Linked DNA regions of Mus musculus: all the other regions are linked to region 2. Evidence: chromatin contacts called from public promoter capture Hi-C data. All regions are on one chromosome and are shown on one strand. Each heading gives the region's core, a stretch centred on a gene start, on an enhancer-like site or on the middle of the called end of the contact. The rest is flanking DNA. Distances are from core to core; before and after follow the strand shown. Region 1 holds the start of U2surp (U2 snRNP-associated SURP domain containing). Region 2 holds the start of Nmnat3 (nicotinamide nucleotide adenylyltransferase 3). Region 3 holds the start of Msl2 (MSL complex subunit 2).

Region 1 (4,531 bases), core at 445-2,944, 2.8 Mb after region 2:
CCTGCTGTTTTTAATATATAAAAGCCTCCACAGTATTGTGACTTACAGAGACAGACATAAGGCTGTACAGTGTAAAACTTGGGAATAAGGAGATTGCAAAGTAACCCTGTATATAACTGACACTGAAGAAAGGAGCAGTAGGGGAGGGAACTGAAAGAAAGAATGAACTCTGAGAGTAGGAGTAGGCTCAGGAGACGGAGTCACAGAAGCAAGTACATTTACCATACAGAAGTTGAAGTTTATTTTTTGGTTGATGGGGGTATAGTGAAGGGGGTGGGGGAGCGACCAGGGAAGCATTAGTCTAGGAGGCTACATTGCTGAACTCTCTAAAAAGGTCAATAAGCAGGGCGGTAGTGGCACACGCCTTTAATCCCAGCACTTGGGAGGCAGAGGCAGGCAGATTTCTGAGTTCGAGGCCAGCCTGGTCTATAGAGTGAGTTCCAGGACAGCCAGGACTACACAGAGAAACCCTGTCTTGAAAAAACCAAAATAAATAAATAAATAAATATCAATAAAATCTGGTGGTAGGCGATGAGGTATAAATAAGCCAGGTACCAGAGATAGAAACCGTAGTAACAGGAAGCCAACGATCAGAAAGTAACGGTTGCTATGCATGAAAGTACAGTATAATACGGTTCTGTGCCCTCCAGCCCAAATGAATTTATTTCCATTCTCAGGTCCTGTCACACATCTCCAATTCTGAGCCTCTTCTCTAGGTCTGACCCTTATCTGTAACTGAAATCTAGGTGATGGCACACACGTTTTCTCCCAGCACTTGGGAGACAGATCTCCGAGTTTGAGGTCAGCCTGGTCTACAGCACAGGGACAGCCAGGGGTGGAATGCCGACAAACTGGAAAAACCCAAATCAAACCAAACTTACTCATTCCCCGCTTCCCTTCAATTAACAAAAAGCTTAGACATGGTGGCCCAAGACTAATTCCCAGGACCTGAGGCGGGAAAATCAGCAGTTCAAGGCTATCTTCTGCTACACAACTTTTGCGACTATGCTTCAAAGAAATAGGTGCGGGTAGCCAGAAGTCTCAGAGGGAAAAAGGCACTTGCTGAGCAAACCTGCCAACCTCATTTCGATCCCCAAATCCCACCAACTCCTTCAAACTGTCCTTTAACCTCCCCACAGTTGCTAGGGCGTGCCTGTACTGCACAGTAACAATAAACATGCTCGTTTTAGAACAGCGTCTATATTACGATCCATCCCTCCCCAACTCCATGCCCAGTCTATGCAGGTACCATGCTCCGACGTCCTAAACAGTTTTTATCCTATTTCCCTGTTTTTTCTCAACTCTGAAGTCACTGCTCACCATTTTTTAACGTGAGCAGATTGCAAATTTGCCTTGCCACCAAGGCCTGTGCCCCCTGGGGGATCGTGCGGCAAAGTGTCTCGACGAACTGCCTCATCAGCTGAGGTGAGACGCTCGGCTCACGTGGCTACTGCAGTTGCTTTAAAAGAGCAGCTTCCTTCCCCCCTCAGGAAGTAGAACCCGCTCGCATCTAACGCCGGTTGGCTCTGGGAGGAAAATGACTGAATTATCAGTTGGCCTTGAAAGTCGGGTCAAGGAGAGTCCCTAAATTCCGCAGGCGCGTGACGTGACTGGGCGCCGCAATTCACCGGAAGGCGAGCGGGGTGGGCGGGGCGCGTAAAAGCGCCTCGACGCGGAAGTCACGCGGCCCCGGCGCCGCGGAGGTCTCCGTCTCGGCGTTCGGCTATTCGGCCTGGCAGCCTTTCTGGCGCGCTCGGCTGCTATCTGTTCTCTCGGTGCTCGACTCACCCGCGCTGCTGCCTCCGCTGAAGGAGGAGCAAAGCTCAAGATGGCCGACAAAACGCCAGGCGGATCTCAGAAGGCCAGTTCAAAGGTAGTTTCTTAGAGATCTCCGTCAGTCAGGGGGGTCTCTCACCGTGGTCGAGGGCCTACAGAAGCCTCTGGCCTTCGAGGGTTTCCTGGGGCGAGGGGCTGAGGCCTGTTGGCCACAGTGGGCCTGGCACCGCTGCACCAAGGTGCGCAGGTTGAGAGGCCCGAGCGCGCGTCCGTCCCGACTGGGATTCAGCCCCACACCAGCGTGCCTGGTGGCGAGCGGGGCTGGTCACCTCGTTCGGCTTTGTGGGTCAGAGCAGTGGTTCCGAGGTGGTCCGGCGTCCTTGTATCACCCCTTGCTGCTCTCGGAGGCTGCGGGCTAGAGGCTGGGAGAGGCGGGAAGGTTCCCGGTCTTAGATGCCTGTTTCTTCCCCCCTCGTCCTCCCTTCTTTACTTTGGCTCTTACTCGTTCCTGGCCTTACACGGTTTCTCTCCTTGCCGTCCAGGAAATTAGGCTGGACGGGTTGCAAGGGTGTGCGAGAGACCCGCCAGTGGAGGGCCTGGGGTTGGGACGTGCGGAGGGAGCCGCTCTCTGAGCCTCAGGGTTAGAGCCACACTTCCCATGTGATTTTCCTCCCACTTCCCGGGAAGTGAAAAGTGAACAACATCCCTCTTGAGGGCCGCAGACTCAGGGTCTCAAGCAGTATGTGGGGTTTCCATTGGAAAGGGAAACTACGGTAGACGTGGAAATTGCCCAAATGCCCTTACATGTGAGTTTATAGGGAGCCCTGTGCATTGCTTGGGAAACCGTTGAACTGTAATTAAGCGTTAGTAAGGTTGGGTTAACAATTGGTGTTAGTTGCCATTTTGGCCAGCGTGTTTAATCCCATTTATTTACTTATCTATTTTGGATTATTTTGCTTGGAGATTCTCGTCCCCATCTCGGTATTAAAGATGCCTAAGTACTGCCATAAACCAGTGGCGAGGCTTGAGATGCAGAGATAAGGAGTTGGATAACATTTAAAGAGTCTCGGAACGTAAAGTGTATGATTATCTGTTTGCATTTGCTGTTTGGTTTGAGAAACAAACCAAACTTGCTCTCTTTCTAATAAGGCTGACGTTTATTTATTTGTTAATTTTTAAATTTTTGCCATTTTGCTGAATGATTGCCCCAGATTTACTTAGCAAGTAGTAAAGGTCTTACTAGACATTCTTCAGAACTATGGGAGGGCCCAGTTCTGGTTGTCCTTACACCAGACCTTTACTGTAAGTCAGCTTCCTTTTTCTCCAGTAGTTTTTCCCCTCCTTCCCTTTCTGGGGGAGCAGGTGAATGAAGGGGTACCTCATGATGCCACTCCTCCTTTCAGACCCGTGACCAGGACAGGTACCCACATCCATAGTTACAATTTGTTTTGATATTCTTCTCAAAGCATTTAGTATTTCCTGCATGAGGCCTGGGTAGATTGAAAGCTTTTCAAAGTATGTGTTCAGACTTTTTTCTAAGAGAATACTTCTCAGGACTCTGTGTAGTTTTTAAGTATTAAGTAGCTTGTTGGATTTTTTTTTTTTCATTCACACTTGTCAGTTTATAGTCCTTTAGATGTCACCAAAGGGTTCCTTACTCGTGTCTGAAAAGGGAATATTTATACTCAAGAGTTTTGCCAGGATTTTTCCATGTAATGGAAAGTGTTGTAATGGAATGGCGAGGTTATAGGTTTTGAAAACAAATACGATACCTAATCTCTTCAGCCTCAGGTTTTCTTATCTTATTACAGGAAAAAAATTCTTTTATAGGGCTGATAGAAAGATGGAGTTACTGTAAATGTTAGTAAATCTTACTTCAGTTTCTAAGTCTATATAGATCATCCACCCATCCTGCGTACTAGGTTTTTGAGCTGGGTCTCCCGTAGCCCAGGCTGGCTTGAACTTTAACCTTCAGCATCCTGCTGCTCCTTCCTTGTATTTCCCAGAGTTGGGATTACAGGCATGTGCCAACCGCTTCCAGCTCCCTTTTTTTTAAGGAACTAGAAAGCACTGATTTGGATTATTAAGTGTTGGCCATCATAATGACCACTCAAATTGTTGTTGTTTTTTTTTAATTTCAAATGTAAGTCTAGACATTATTAGATTATAAGATCATTTTGGCCTTAGTACAATATTTGGAATTTCCAGGCTTGTATTCTGTGCTGTATATCAAGTAAGTAGAGACTTCTGTTTCATGCTCTTGCTATGGTAGTTACATTTCCATCAATTTGGGTAGAGGTGTTTATTAGTCATTTCTACACATTGAAAGAATATTTGTACAAGATATAGGGTTTTTACCATTGACCATGATGAAGTCTCTATCTTTTACAAAAGTGTGCATGTCTGTGTGCACACATGTGCACCCTCATGCCGCAGTGTAGATGTGACAGAGGACAACGCTAGGTTCTAAGGATCAAATTCAGGCCTTCAGGCTGTGTGGCCTATGTCTGCATTCTCTGAGTCATGCTCATGGCCCCATTAGTGTTTCTTAATTACAAAATACATAAACCACTAGTTATTTTTAGCTTTAAAATTAACTTCATGATGTACACAGTGTATGTAGTTCTTGCTAAGGGGACTTGATGGGGGGGCACCCTTCCAAAGTCCCTTTTATTTTATGTAATTGTTCTATACTTTTCATTTTTAATATCTCCTGGTAGACACTGAGCACATATTTTAGAAATAAAATTTCCTA
Region 2 (4,769 bases), core at 1,323-3,822:
GACCTCTTCCAAGCAGTTACTGAGCTGGGAAGACACAGGTCTATGGCCACCACACTGAAGCCTCTCTTCCCATCTTGGCTAGCATACTGCCACGGTCTGTGAGGGGGAACAAAGGGGCTGCATCGTGGCTGCTCTTTTTCCTTTCCCTCCAACGTCCTATTAACAGTCCTCCTTTGACCACAATCCAACAATGTGGGTTCTTCCCCTAAGTGTGCTTCCTCATCTCTGGTTCTCCACCCTGTTCTCTTAGAGCAAATCCTAAATCTATATCAGTTGTGTGGACAAGACCACAGAAGACCTCAGGCCCATTCAAGGTGTAAAATTTACCAAGCCTCTTTTTTCATTAATTGTTGTTAACACATAAATATCATATATATATATATATATATATATATATATATATAATGTGTATATATTATACATGTGTATACCATACAATATATACATACATAATACACATATATGTATTAATAATAAAGAAAGAAAGAGGCATGAATTTGAGAGAGCAAGGAGGGATATACAGGAGGGTTTTGAAGGGAGAAAAGGGGGGATGATGTAATTATATTATAACCTTAAAAATATAAAGAAGATATTATAAATACACACACATGTAAATGCCAAGCAGCTGACAGGTGTTTCCTGAAGCCACTCTCTCAAATCTGTGCTGGTCTCAAGTTCTGAGGGGTCCTCAGCAAGGGGCCAGCAGAGACGGTGCCTCAGGGGAGAGAGCTGCCAGTGGAAGAGCTGCCTCTTGGGGCTGGCGGGATCAGGTGGTGCTTGCTGGGAAATGTGTACCTAGACCAGCAGTTCTCAACCTGTGGGTCGCAACCCCATTTGGGGGCTCACATAGATATCCTGCCTATCAAATATTTAAACTATAATTCATAACAGTAGCAGAATTACAGTTCAGAAGTGGCAATGAAATAATTTTTATGACGAGGTCACAACGTGAGGAACTGTATTAAAGGACTGCAGGAGCAGGAAGGCTGAGAACCACTGGCCTAAATGCTAAATGGAAACAAGGCAGCTTCCCTCACAAGGCTCAGAGTCCGCATGGTAAGTGGCCAACCTTGCACAGGCTCCAGGAGAGCAGGTCTTGTATCTGGCTTCTCCTAACCCTTAGTGTCAAGGGAAAGGCATGAGCCAAGTGTTTCCAAAAAATGGTTAAACCAGTCCTCAACTTAGAGAACAGGCTGTATTGTGAGAGTTTACTCATCTGTCAGAGGGGAATGTACTAAGGCGGGGGGGGGGGGGGGGGAAGCTTACTCTGAGACAGACACCTCAAGTTCAGTCTTGAGGAGCAGAGATACCTTCACCCCTGCTGTGCCCGCTGCTGTCTGAACAGCTCTGGCAGCTGCTTCCCACAAACCCATTTCCTGGTAGTACAAGCAGTCCCATCTTAGAACAGTGGCTTAAGAAACTGCCGAGGCAAATGCCCTGATCAAAAGCAACTCGGGTAGGAAGCCTTTATTTGCCTTGCTCTCCCAACGTCACAGTCCCATTAATGATAGAAATCCAGGCAGGGGCTGAAGCTGAGGCCATGGAGGACCACTGCTTCCTGGCTTGTTCTCCAAGGCTTGCTCAGCCTATTACAACTAAGGACCACCACTGGGGTGGGGGACGTGGGAAAGGGTGTGGTGGAATCCCCCACTGTGGGCTGAGCCCTCCTACATACATCAGTAATCAAGAAAATGCCCCCACACCCTTTTGGTCAGGTTAGTCTAATGGTGGCATTTAAAAACTCCAAGTTCTCTCTTTCCAGATGACTCACTTGTTGACGTCGACTAACTAGGACAGGAACTCGCAGGCACCAGCTCTCTGCAGGACGATCCCAAGGGAACCTCCTTCCCAAGCCTTACTTTATGTCTGGAATTCCGTCATTCACGGGGTAGCTTTAGCTCCAGCAGGTTTTGCTGACGGGAAACGTAATAAAACTTCTCCAGCACCCTGCGCTTTTATTTACTTATCTTAAAAATTATCTCCACAGCTCCTACTAATTTGAACTGTCATACTTTAATGTGTGTGGTTTGCCTTTGCTGGAGGTCTCCTCGCTAGTCTGTGCTCTGCGGGGCAGCACGCTACACGTGACAATCGCTGGAACCCCACTTAGGCCAATAGAAAGAGAACACTGAACAATACGCTGTAATTGTCACACACTTACTTTTAACTGACTGTAAACGTGCTGCAGGGGGGATCCGAACCCGTGTCAGCTCGAGCCAATCGGTCAGAAAAGTGACCGTGGGGCTAGCGTGGTTCTGCGCTCCACAGCCATCTGACTCTGTCGTGCGCGCGCGCGCCCGAGTCGCCGCCCCCGAGAGTCACGTGGGCCTGGTAGGTACGCGGGGACTCAAGGCTTCGTGGACACCCACGCGGGCGAAGCAGGCAGCCAAGGTCGCTGGCTGTGCTTACCTGCGCGTCGCGGGGCTCCGCTCAGAGTCAACAGGGACCGCGGATCTGCTGCTCGACCAGGATGGGTCACCCCGCAGATCGCCCTAAGACTAACTAGTCTTGACCCAGGCTGGGGGCGGAGCCGCGAGTGAACTTGACCTTGCGCTCCCAGCTTCCTGCTGTGGGCGGAACTCCCGGGAGACAGAGCGGAGCTTTGCCCCGCCCCCTCAGCGACCTAAGACCACGCCCCGTGCCCCGCCCCCGCTCTTCAGGTCCTCAGTAGATTGTCATCTGTGGCCTTTCTGCTCTGTGTTTTCATTTTTTACTTTTTTTTTTAGTTTTGTATTCTGTTTGTTTCTTTCATCTAACTTTCACTCTGGTTTTTAAAAGCCTGAATTAAAACCATATCAAGCAATGTATGAACAGTTCTTAAAGTATAAAATAGCTACTTACAATGAAAGAAACAAGCCCCTCCTGTTCTGCTCTACCTAGAGCCCTTTTTCATCAGTCCCTTCCTTGGATGGTCACTTTTTGTCGCAAAAAAAAAAAAAAAAAAAAAAAAAAAGAAAGAAAGAAAGAAAAAGAGCTTACATAGCGATTTCTTGATTTATCTATTGACTTTCTGCCATGTTAGATGAGGATTTACTCTTCCTGGGCCCCTGCTTCCCTCTTCTGACACATTTACACCTCTATTCTCCAGCTCTGCCTTGGTGAGGATAAAGGTTGTGGGGGGATGGGGTTCTGAAGCTGGCACAGTTTGGGGGAGGGGAAAATGGGGGCTATTTTAGAAAGAAAATACAATTAGGACTTTCTGGCAAGTATATTCATTCATACTAAGAAATTGCAACCGAATCCTTGGAGATTCAGGACCTACTCCCGGAGGTCTTTGTGTAATTTAGAACCTTAATTTGCCTCGCTAATGCAGAGTAGTTTCTCAGCCTCCCATAACCCTCTATAACTGCCCAGCCCTCACAAGAAGCTTCACCGTGGCCTGTCAATCCTAATGGAGTGAGTTGCAGGGTGGGGGGAAAAATCAAGGGTGATGTCAAGGCTTGTGAATGCTAAACATTTAAGCTCCCCCCTCCTCCTAGCCACAGTGATAAATCAACTCCTGGGTGGAGAGCTAGCTCTGGACCCAGTTTCTATCCCCAGTCTCCCATGATATTCCCAGGCTCTTAGGAAGGGCCACACCTTTGCCATTAATCAGTATGTGGGCACACAGGTAGCCCCACTAAGAAACCAGGGAAAAGATACCTCCCCACTCAGGCAGTAGACCCTGTGCCCTTTGCGTTTCTTCTGGGAAACTTAGGGTACAATGCACCTCCATAAAGTGACCCCAAGCAAGCAGCTTTACCTACTCAGGTTTCAGTTTCCTTCCCTGTAATCAGTAGAAACAACCCTCTACCTCGATGGCTTTGGAGGAGGTTCAAGCAGCACGATAGTAGCTAAGTGTACAGTGTCCTTTGGATAGTTTCTTACTGATGCCAGCAGCGTAGGTGGTGTGTCACAAAATTTGGAGGCATCTGTGAGCATATGTAGTGTACACACTCCTACAGGTTGGTTTACTTTCATAAATTAACCAAAGGCCAAGTCTTTCTGAGTCAGGACCCGGGGCTGTGGAGGCAGAGACTAGACACAGCCAGCCAGAGAGAGCCTGAACAATGACTTCTCCTTCAGAGGAAGATTTCCACCCTGCATCATGGAAGACTGAGGCCTGGCTGAAGAGAAGACTGGGTGAGAAGCACTGTGTGCTTTGGGAAGGCAGCACAAACCTTATATAACAGCCAGGCTTTAGCTAACATAGCGGGGAGAGGCAGGCCTGAGAAACCCAGGCTGGACCGAAGCCTAGCTGCTTTTATTCTGAAGGGGAATAACAGGATCCCCGTCACAGCTGGCTACTCCATCATAAGTAGAATGGGAGCCTCTGGGTACATTTAATTTCTCTATGACCCTGTTCACTAAAGGAAGACATCTAGAGATACCATCACAGAAAGGATTTGATGGAGAATATGTGCTTGAGTCTCTCCTAAGTAGACTATGGTACGTGCAGTTGAGTGGAAGTTTATAAGGTATAAGATTGCAGGTAAGTAGAATAGTTTAGAGGGCAGGGCAAGTGCACAGTGAGGAGGCATTGTTAAGCCAGCACTCCCCTGTAACACGTGATGAGAATCAGCATAATCTTGAAGGAATAGTCTACAAAGCAGTATGCCAAGCATGAACATGGCTTGGGATTATCCCGCCCAAGGGAAATCTGCAGGAGGCGAGTCCCCAGGGAATAAAAATGAGCTGACAAATTAGCCTGTGTTTTTTGAACAGTTCTGAAATGATTTCTAGGCATGAAATTACCATTACCAACATGAGATCAGCATTTGGATAACCGT
Region 3 (4,692 bases), core at 1,486-3,985, 2.8 Mb before region 2:
ATGCTTAGTTAAACCATCTCTGAATAATTTAAAATCCCACCTGGCGTGGTGGAACACACCAAGAATCCTTGCACTGAGAAGACTGAGGCAGGATCTTCATCAGTTTGAAGTCAGCCTAGTATATGTAGTGAGACATGTCTCGGAAAAATAAAAGAAAGAGAGAGAGAGAGAGAGAGATAGAATATAGTGTAGAGCAGGATGCTTATCTGGCCCTTGAAAGCCCTGGGCTGCCCACTCAGCGATGCAAAAAGCAAAGGTTTTCAAGTTCCAAGCACCGTCCACAATCACCATTTTCTAGCAGAGCTAAGACCTGCCCATCTGGTAAAGAGGGTTAACATATTTTCAAGTGTTAGCTGAAAATGCCTTTACTAAGTACAACTGTCTACAGAATAATATGGCCATGACCTTACTGACCTGTCTGTCCCCTACTTTACCACTTCAACAAACCTACTGATCCTCCTCAAAAACAAAGGGGGAGGCATGTCAGGGAGAAGTTGGGCCACACCAGAGCCTCAAGCTTACACGCTCTGTAAGTGAACTCAGAGGCAGGGCCCTGATTTTGATGACCAGCGCCACTAAAAAATTAAAAATGAGACTGCAAGAGAGAATACCATTAAACCAAGCAAATTCTCAGTCCACTCCCCTTGGCTTTATCTAAACTGAAAGCAAACTAACAGCACCTAGCCCTAAAGCCCTCACTTCACACACCAAGACGCTGAGGCCTAAGGCAGCGGTTTAGTCATCTGCTCTGAGCGACTGCTTCCCTGTAAGTACTGTGTGTTAGTCGTCAAGGCAAGTGCTTAATCACTTGGTTGCTTAAACGCTTACGAAATTAAGTACCTAACCAGGAAAAACCCAATCTCCACCCTTTTGGCACCCCTCAGAGTCCGGCCCTGAGCTATACAAAAATGATGGATGAATCCTGAATACCATTTCTATGGCTCAGCCATTACTATCTCCACTTCAAGGGCCTCAATGTCTAAATTGTGACTGAACAGAGAGTCTGGGTTAACAAAGCCTCCAACACAGTAAGTGGAGAACATCATCAGTACTTCCTTGTTGCTCTCATTTCTATTAAACGTCTCGTTTTCTAATAGGCGGAGGACTTATACCATCTCAAGAGGGACAGAGGATAATCGTTCTGGTTTTCTGAGTGTCAAATACTATTTGTGCCCAGTTAACACGAGTCATCACCCTTTAAACACTTTCCAGTTAGACAATATTTTCACTCATCTCTTACGATTGATTAAGTATTGTAACCGACAGGGGCTAATACCCTTTGAAAAAAATCTTAAAATAATCCTCTGAAACGGGACATGGCTGTGCATGCCTGAAATACCGGCATTCAAGAGACTGAGACACTAAGACCACTAGTTCGAAGTCCGCCTAAGCTACATAGTAGGAACCTGTCTTAAATAAGCAAGTAAATAAACAATGCGACTCTGCCAGGCCACCTGACATTAAAACTACAGAAAATCTAGTCTGTAAAAAGATCTCACCAACTAAAAAGTACCATCAGCTTCATTAGGTCAGTGCTAACCTTCAAACCATCTGTTGTAGAACCTGGGGCACTGAGGTCTCTGGCTGGAGGTGCATCAAGATTATACCATCCACCCTCTGCAAAACACGAGTGCAGTGCATATTTCTTAACAATGTTTGACCACATTTAATGACAATGGTATTCAATCAGTTCCCGCAGCAGAGGTTTTAAAAAGAAGGCAGCATGCCGCTGGCATTTCAACCCCATTTAAGACATCACCGCTATACGTGTGAAGCCGTCGAAGAATTTTTTAAAATGTATTTTAAAAAAATAAAACACCAGAAAGATGTGTCAAAGCGAAATAAAACCATTTTGAACGTTAAAGCCTCCGTACAAAGGTGGCTGAAAAAGGCTCTCGGCCTTTCTGAAACGCCGGGCAAAAGTCCCTGGGCGACTTTCAAAACTAACGACCGTGTACTACTGCACAGTACCACCCCTTAAGACGAACTACCGGCCGGCCAACCGTTCACGTTACTACTGCCAAAGGAACTTTAGAAAACAAGCAGGGAAAGGGGAACAATAAAGAAGCGTCTCACCGCAAACACAGCACGAGAGGGACTGTCGGAAGTAAGGCAAGAGCCTGTTAATCTCTGTAAACGCCTTGGGGTCTCCGGGGTCGTAGTTGAGCACTAGGCGGCTCGCGGAAATGTAGAGAGCAGTAGCATTCACCGGGTTCATTGCAGACACTTCGACACCAATGGCTCCCGGTTGAAAAGAAATTCCGGATCCAAGTTTGTAAGCAGCCAGGGAACAATGGCGAATTTAAAACAATTCGGAAGAAATCTGAGCAGAACCCCTGGCCAAAGCAGCAACCAAAATCCGTGCAAGTTTGTGAAGCTGAAGCAATCCTCCCACACATGGGGGCCTCGGCGCCCCTCCTCTGTCCCTGAGACTTGCAGACCAAAGAGAGACAAGCGAAATCAGCGATCGAGTTCGTCCGACACGGCCGCGGCTGGGTGCTCCGGACGGGCTCCGGGTTCGCTCTAGCCCCGCGGCTCGGCGGGCGGCCTGCGCTCGAGCAGCATGTCCGGCCGCGGAGGCACCTCCGGGTGGAGCTGGCGCGCACGGGAGCGGGCCCGGTGGGGTCCAAGCGGTCCACACGTTTCTCTTCCGACGGCGGGGCCCTTACTCCATCGCAGCGACGTCGCGGAGGCAGCGGGACGGTGGGGACTACGGCGCAGGCGTCGGATTCCCGGGTCTAGTGCCAGCAGCCGCGGCGGCGGAGGTTGCTGTTGCTGCTGTGGCTGCTACTGCTGCTGCTGCTACTGCGGCGGGAGCGCGCCGCTGCCGTTCTCGCCATGCCGGACGCGGGGCCCACGCTGCGCCTGGCGCGGCAGGCGGGCGGGAGGGAGGCCCCCGCCCGAAAGGGAGGCCCGGGAGGAAGTGCGCGCGGGGCCCGGCGGCGGGAGGGGGCGGGGAGCAGGCCCGGCAGGCAGGCAGGCAGGCAGGCAGGCAGGCGGCGACGGCGGCGCCCCTCCGCTTCTCAGCCGCACACTTGGGGTCACCAGCGCAAGCGCCGCCCCCTCACAGCCCGGCCATCTTTTCGGCACGGCACGGACGACTCCTCCAAGCGCGACTGCCACGGTGCTGCGCCGCCGCCGCCGCCGCCGCCGCCGCCGCCTGCCTGCCCAGCCGCGGTTTAAGCGAGCTCACCCCGCCAGGCCGCCGCCGCCGCCACCCAGCGCGCACGACCAGGCCCGCTGCAGGCCCCTCCCTCGCGCCTGGCCGCCCTCACGCTTCTTCTCGCGCCGCTCTAGCTCCGTTGGGCCGGGGCTACTCCGGCCGCAGTAGATGGTGCGGCGCCTCAGGCCCGGCCGGTAACGACGACCGTTACCCCAACGGGCAAAGACACTGTCATCCCCGAGCCTCCCCCGCCGCCGTCGTCGCTAGCCCTTGTACGCATGCGCACAGCGCGCTCTCACCCCCCCTCCCCACCCCCACCCCCCGCCCTTCCTCTCCCTCCGCTTCCCTTTTCCCCTGCTTCTCCTCTAAAAGCCCCCTCCACACCCTCCCCGCGCTGCCGGCTTCACTGCGCATGCACAAACCCCCCCAACACACCCACCCCGACCCTACCGCCTTTCGCCCTTACGCGTGCGCTTTGACCGCCCACCCAGAAAACCGGATAAACACATTAGCCCGCTCACGCCAGCCCCGCCCTGCCCCGCCGCCAGCACACCCCGAGCTCACTGCGCATGTCTGGCTCGCCACTTACGGTTCCGTGCACGGAGCATGCTCGGTTTCGAGCCGGACGCGCTCTCCGCCCCTCCCCCACGTGCTCTCCAATCCGGTCTCCCAGGCGTGTGGGTTGTGGTGAATTGGGGTAGCGGGCACGGTCTCCCCTCGCGTGGGCTGCCCGCGTCGCGCCGTGGGGCGGAGGTGGGGGGAGGGTGTTCGGGGACCGGAGTTGACCCCAGTGGGAGGATGGCAGCCCAGCCCCGGCCTCGCCGGCCTCCTCCCGGAACCTAGCGCGTGGCGGGCCGTGGACTAGGCGCTGGCCCACAAGTTTGAAAGCCACTCCTCTAGGTCCCCAGCGAGCCTGCCCTTGTGCGTGGACACAGCCCGCGATGTATGCTCTGGTTCTGTAGAGTCCGAAAGTGTCTGAGTCCTTCGTTGTTCTGCATTAAAACACACACACGCACACACAAAGCTTTTGCCTTTTTTGCAGAAGGCTGAGGACACTTGGATATAAATAAAGCCTAACAGCGTGATTCTCCCCTCTCAAAATACAAACCCGTTTTTGGGTAGCACAAATAGAAACTGCTCTTCCGACATGATATTTTTTGCACATACTAACGCTGTACACGTTCACAAAGTGAAGCTTATGAGGTGTGCAAACCTTTTACATATGTGTGCTTATGGTATACCAAAATGCTAATTTTAGGGACTGGCCCATAAGTTATCAAGGAAACACAAACAATCTTACGACTTGAAGACAGATTCTGTTTTTTTGTTTTTCTTTTAGTAAAGCCTAACATACAGTACCAGTAAGAATCCAACTTCTTAATTTTATATATCAGCAGAGTAAGCTGTGGAGGATGTATTTAGTAGTCACACGTGGGAAACGATATGTATTCTAAAATTAGCTCATTTTAAAGGCTCCATCTGCCATTTTCTCTTTATGATAGCTATTTTCTAAGGTCACTTCCAAACAA

What was found. Promoter capture Hi-C pulls out the DNA fragments that hold promoters and counts their contacts.
Region 1: a contact with region 2 is called in a promoter capture Hi-C map of erythroid cells, with 26 times the contacts expected there. The contact joins the promoter of U2surp here to the promoter of Nmnat3 in region 2. A contact is called at or near these places in 1 of 39 promoter capture datasets (erythroid cells), 1 of 484 Hi-C or Micro-C datasets (CD8 T cells) and 1 of 115 datasets of contacts at active chromatin or transcription factors (thymic regulatory T cells).
Region 3: a promoter capture Hi-C map of erythroid cells shows a contact between it and region 2, with 27 times the contacts expected there. The contact joins the promoter of Msl2 here to the promoter of Nmnat3 in region 2. A contact is called at or near these places in 2 of 39 promoter capture datasets (erythroid cells and pre-B cells).

Annotation. Positions count from the first base shown.
Region 1 is chr9:95,509,159-95,513,689 of GRCm38.p6, reverse strand. It overlaps U2surp (U2 snRNP-associated SURP domain containing), which reads left to right and starts at 1,694. Exons shown (of 28, transcript NM_001357974.1): 1 at 1,694-1,873. The coding sequence starts at 1,829.
Region 2 is chr9:98,294,373-98,299,141 of GRCm38.p6, reverse strand. Nmnat3 (nicotinamide nucleotide adenylyltransferase 3) reads right to left here and starts at 2,572. Exons shown (of 5, transcript NM_144533.3): 1 at 2,162-2,572. Gm46126 (a long non-coding RNA gene) reads left to right here. Exons shown (of 2, transcript XR_001779264.2): 1 at 1-1,056; 2 at 1,763-1,945.
Region 3 is chr9:101,072,805-101,077,496 of GRCm38.p6, reverse strand. It overlaps Msl2 (MSL complex subunit 2), which reads right to left and starts at 2,735. Exons shown (of 2, transcript NM_001100451.2): 1 at 2,077-2,735. The coding sequence starts at 2,218. It also overlaps the pseudogene Gm46140.